Linked DNA regions of Arachis hypogaea: region 1 is linked to region 2. A link is a contact called in public Hi-C data. All regions are on one chromosome and are shown on one strand. Each heading gives the region's core, a stretch centred on a gene start, on an enhancer-like site or on the middle of the called end of the contact. The rest is flanking DNA. Distances are from core to core; before and after follow the strand shown.

The links. A called contact is a pair of places that touch in the nucleus more often than the background predicts.
Region 1: a Hi-C map of an unstated tissue shows a contact between it and region 2, with 10 times the contacts expected there. The contact joins the promoter of LOC112721133 here to the promoter of LOC112720534 in region 2. A contact is called at or near these places in 5 of 8 Hi-C or Micro-C datasets (leaf and an unstated tissue).

What each region holds. Positions count from the first base shown.
Region 1 is chr11:22,163,953-22,166,791 of arahy.Tifrunner.gnm2.J5K5, forward strand. LOC112721133 reads right to left here and starts at 1,305. Exons shown (of 1, transcript XM_025772203.1): 1 at 484-1,305. The coding sequence starts at 1,305. The coding sequence ends at 484.
Region 2 is chr11:22,025,781-22,028,729 of arahy.Tifrunner.gnm2.J5K5, forward strand. It overlaps LOC112720534 (D-amino-acid oxidase), which reads right to left and starts at 1,648. Exons shown (of 3, transcript XR_011867384.1): 1 at 642-1,648.

The DNA of each region.
Region 1 (2,839 bases), core at 55-2,554, 140 kb after region 2:
CTTCAGTGACTTCTGAGATCAGCCCCCTGTTCATCTCTTCTGTGACTCTCGCTTGAATTTTATTTAGAGTTGCTGCCAAGTTTCTGTTTCTGTTAGAAGTGAATAACGCTTCAAATTGTTCCTCTATGTGTTTCATGATTTCTTTCCTATCTTCCATCCATGATCCGTCTTCATTCTTCAGTTTGTCAATTCTGTTCCTCTCTCTTCTTTGAATGGTTGTGGCATGAAAGAAAGTTGTATTCTTGTCTCCCAATTTCAACCATTTCAACCTGGCTCTTTGTCCCCAATATTTCTCTTCCTGCTTCCATAGAACTGCTATATTCTCCTTTATTAATTGTATCATCTCCTGCTTTTCTTGTGTTAAGTTCGAATCTTGTAGCTTCTTCAATTCATCCTTCAATTTGTGGATTTCTTTATCTGCACGTTTAAAAGTCTTCTTACTCCACTTCTTAAGTTCCTCTTTGCAATTTTCCATTTTTCTTGTTATTCTTTCCAATCGCATCCATGAATATTCCCTTTATCCCACCCCTTCCTTACTACATTCTCACACTCATCATGATCGACCCAAAATGCCTCGAATTTAAAACTCTTCTCCCTTCTTTGAATTTGATTGATGTTTAAAACTATCGGACAATGATCAGAACTTATTGCTGGTAGAGCTGTGAGTGACGCATGCTGGTACAAAGCTCTCCATTCCCAATTGGCTAACGCCCTGTCTATTTTCTCCCTAGTGATGAATCCATTCCTCGGATTACTAAACCACGTAAATCTTCCACCTTTTAGGTCTAAATCCATAAGACAATTCATATCCACAAACTGTCTAAACTCTCTTACCTGGCTTTGTGGCTTTGGATGTAGACCAATTTTCTCCTCTTGACTCAAGATGTCATTAAAGTCTCCTATGAATAACTGCGGCTCTCCCTCATTACAATTGTTTTCTGTAATTGCTCTCCATTGCTCCTTTCTTCTTCCAAAGCGTGGGTTTCCATAGATAAAATTACATGTCCATATCTTCCCTTTCCTATCGTCAATCCGAGCTTTTATATGATTATCACACCAAAAATAAATATCAATATTATATATTTCATTCCACAAAAGGCATAGCCCTCCGGACAGTCCCCGGGGTTCTATGTGAAATACATTCTCAAAATGCAACCTTCTTTTCAACTTCTTAATAGTTCCTTCTCTAGCTCTAGTTTCTATTAGAAATACTATTGCAGGCTTTATTTGTTTGCACATGCTGTGCAGTTCAGAAACTGTCGCGGGGGCCGCAACCCCGCGGCAGTTCCAACTTATCACACTCATGGTTGAGTTGGGGGCATGTGTAGGCCCGCCTCCTCAGCCATTGAGTTTCCCAAGTTGTCTCCTCTGATCTGTGCTTCATCCTCATTGGCCATCCCTTCCATGAGGCCTCCGACCACCTTGTTCTTCTTGCTAGCTCTCCACACCCGCGCAGCTTCCTCTTCTTCGTCCAGGCAATTTCCTATCTGTCCCTGCTGGTCATCTCCTCTTCTTCTTTTGAGTTTCAGCTTTTCCTCCATTCTTCGAGCAAGTTCTATTTCATATTCCTTGGCCACTACAATTGCTTTGTTATTCTCCTGCTCTAGTTCTTCTTCTTCTTCTGCCAGTTCAACATAGTAGAACCCTCCATCGCTTTCTGTGACTAGCTGCTTGTTATTCTGTTCTGGCTTTTCCCCCTTATTCTGATCTTGGCTTATTGTCCCATCAACTTCCATATTTTTTCTATTTTGGGCCTCCTCTTCCACTCCCTCTTCTATATTTCTCTTCCTTCCTTCTTCAACCATCTTCTTGTTGAATTCCTTCAGTAGTTGTCCAATAGTGGGGTTCTTTCCTTTTTTAGTTGGCCCACTATTAATTTGCTGGCTATCCCTATTGGGCCTTTGGTTGATGAAAGCCCATGCCATCTTTTTTGTGCTGTCTATTCTTCTCCTGCTTGGCCCACCTTTCTCTATATACCTCCTAAAAATCTTGTTGCTATCTTTCCCATTCTCCCCATCCTTTCCTAATTCCCTGACATCATTCACGTTTTCCATTGCTACTGATTCACTCATTTGTTGCTTTTCTAGAATGTCCTTTTTCTTTTTCCCTTTTTCCTGGTTTGCTGTCCCATCACCTAGGTTCAATATATTATTATCATCATCACCGTTCATTTCTTCATCATCAGTCCCTTCATCCTGTTCTTGAGCTTCCTGTGTTGCCACTTGTCTCCCTCCCATTTGCTCTTGTGGATTTGCCAATCTGCCCCAAGATTTTGCAAAGGCACTGGCTTGAGAACTTCTTATACTCCCTTGATTTGACCCTTCTTCCTCCCTTTGTGATTGTCTTTTCAGCCATTCTCTCCCTTGCAAGCTTCTCTCACGCGCCTCCCATAACTCCTCCACCCAGTTGTTATGTTCTTCCTTTCTCCTCCTAATTCCTGCCTTTCTTGCCTCATTCTCTATTGATCTCAGTCCCGGAGTTGTAAGTTCTGGTCCATATCTAGGAATTGTTGGGTTTACTAATGACATAGCCAACTCTTCAATACATGCTTTTTTGTCATGCCCAATTTTTCCACATTTGTAACAGTAATCATACAATTTTTCATATTTGAATTCAGCCCATGAATGACTTCCATCATCTCTTTTGAGCCAAAATCCTGTTTTCAGAGGTGTTTGAACATTTATCTCTACCCTGACCCTCAAGAAGGATCTGAGCATGTTCCCTTCAACAAATGGATTCTCAACACTTATAACTCTCCCTACTATTGCTCCTATTTTTTCAGCATTCTTTATATTAATTTTATCATAAGGTAGCCCATGTATTTGAATCCAAATAGGAA
Region 2 (2,949 bases), core at 398-2,897:
TAATCCATATCAGCCAAACTATCTAATTTGTCAGCAATATCTATGTAGCCAGTGTGGAACTGGAAACTCTTCTTTCTGCCTGTTTCATCTTGATTCCAGTTCCTTGTTGATGGGTCAAGATTAACGTAGACCCCCGTGAGCCTTGCTATTTTTGTTACTGCATCATTGCAGCTAAATTAAGCATTGTAATCAGACACGGTTGTTTGGTGAAGTATTTCTTTCTAGTTGCTACGTAGTCAACTGAGAAATGCTATGTAAACAATGAATTGTAACAATTATACTTGACAACTACCCCAAAAGCAACAGAGATATTTTAAACTTGTCGGGTGAGGTCCATAATACACCTTTCTCTCAGTTTTACTTTAGATTTCATGCATAGTAATTGCTAACTTCTATTTATTTGTGCAACTAAAAAATAGCACCAAATGGTGAATTTGCAAAACAGCTACCTCGGAGGCTGTGAAGTATGTGAAATGGCTTCAGTCTTGGAATGAACTTCGTCATCTTATTAGCTTAGACATGAAACCAGCCAATTAATTTCGCTTTTCTTTGTTTCTTCCTTTTTTTGCTTCTTTCGTTCATTTTTAGTCACAAAAATAAAGTCTGAATTTTGGTGTACATAGTTACAAATAATAGCATACCTGTGGGACGAGGGTAGACTTCTGGGTCAATAGCTTTTCCACCTCTTGAAGGGTAATAACTAAGAAATAGTGCGTGAGGGGTTATGGAATTGGGTTCTCTAGGCTCCAAAACAATGCTATGTGCCTTAAGACCATAAACTCTACACAATGAAGACAAAACCTCCAATTTCCCAGACCAAGGACCCAACGCCAAAACCACCGAGTCGCATTCAATAACTCGTCCTCCTTCAAGCACAACCGATCCAACTCGGCCCCCAACTAACTCTAACCGTTCCAACTTCCCAATAACAACCTGAGCCCCATGGTCCTTAACTGCCCTAGCTATTAGCGTGCGCGTAAACAGTTGCGGGTGCACCTGCGCCGTCGTTTCGGGGGTTCCAATCGTTCTTGGACTCCGAATTGGTCCGTCGATCCATGAGGGAACAGTTGAGGATTTGGAAGGGGTGGAAGAAGAGGGAGGGTTGCTATCTGATTCTGTTACGGTGAGGCTGAGAGTAGTTAGGGGTCGGTAACCGTAGGATTGGGGACCGTTGAGCTCGGCGGAGAGTGAACGGTGGAGATTGAAGCTAGCGCGGGCGAGTGATTCGACGGGCCCTCCGTCGCACCAATCGAGGGCGAGGAATCCGCCGGCTTTTCCGGAGGCGGCGCACGCCACGTCGGATTTCTCGATGAGAGTGACGGCGGCGCCCTTCTTGGCGAGGAAGTAGGCGGTGCAGACACCAATGACTCCGCCACCGCAGACGACAACTCGCTTGGGATTCTGATCCATGGGCTGACGTGACGGTAAGGGAATTGTATTGGCGGAGGAAGTGATGGAAATAGTGGTTGTGTGGAATAGAGTGAGCATTGAAGCTCGAGAGGTCACTGCTAGATTCATCACTGCTCGGCTTCTTCGCTGTGTGACACGTGGCCATTAAATGCTATTGCGTGGTTAAAAAAAATTAGGAATATAAATTCTCTAAATTAAGAGAAATAAAAAACACTAATGTCAATAAAATTTATTGTTTTCGACTTTTTTGGTAGTATTTTAGATTTTTAGTTCTTAATTTAATTTATTTAGTCTAGAGTCTATATTTCTAAATATTAATCATTAATTATAGATAAAAAATAATAAATTTTATTAATTTTTTAAAAATATTAAATAAAGTGATATTGTGATAACGTGAACAATCAACTACAGTTAAATTTATAATTCTTATAGTAGGAGAGTTTTACTATTTTAATATAAGAATAATTATTTTTTATTTTTGATACTTTATCAAATTATTATTTAAAAAATTGATCCAAAAAATAGAATTTTTGATAAATATAATAAATTTAATTGAATAAACTAAGTCAATTTTTTATTCAATATTAATTAATTTTTTAAATTAATTTTATAAATTTTGAATTTTAAATTATTAATTTTAATTATTTTAAAAATAAAACCTTTTTAATTAAAAAAATTTAATTAATATTAACTAATTAAAATATACTTTTTATATTTATTCTCAAAAATATCAATTTCTCTATATATCTATATATTATTTTGATATTATTATTTTAAAAAAAATTGAAAATTTTATTAATTAGAATTAATTTAAATATCTAATTATAAAAATAATAAATATATTTTTATACAAAAGAATATTCGATACACAGATGGGATTATTGAAAAAATATTTGTTAAGTTTTTTTTTTTTTTTTTAGAAGAGTTTTTGTTTGGTTTTGTTGTAACAAGCTAAAGAACAGAGTGGGAGAAAGCTAGAAGCCCTTTTGGTTTCTTAACATACTTGCTCGAGCTTAGGTCCATTACAGTCAGATCTGGACCAGAGATCTTATTAAATAAATTTTGGGCTTAAAAACTTATAGCAAAACTTAGGGTGTTAAATATTATTGTGGTTAATTACCAAAAAAACATTATTATGTGGTTAACCCAAAAAAGAATTTATTATGTGAGCAGTTGAGCGGTTGAAGAGACAATAAAAAGTCGATGAGAAGAATTTTTTTAAATAAATAAATTAATTGTAATATTTACTAATATATGAAATTATTCTTCTGTCATTTACAGTGTAAATGAAAAATTAAAAAGCGTATATGCTTTATAGCATAATAAGACACATGGTATTTGCACAAACAAAGTATGAGCAAAATCTCCTCGTTTGATAAGATGAAACAAACAAACAAACAAAAAATTTACCTAAGGAGATTTATGCAAGTATATCCATCATAATTCGCTCATTGATCTTATCTCTTAGTCTTCTTTTGATTTGTTGTTAGAGTTATGGTTAGCAATGAATCAATTCTTTTGTTAGTGTCCATCCAAATG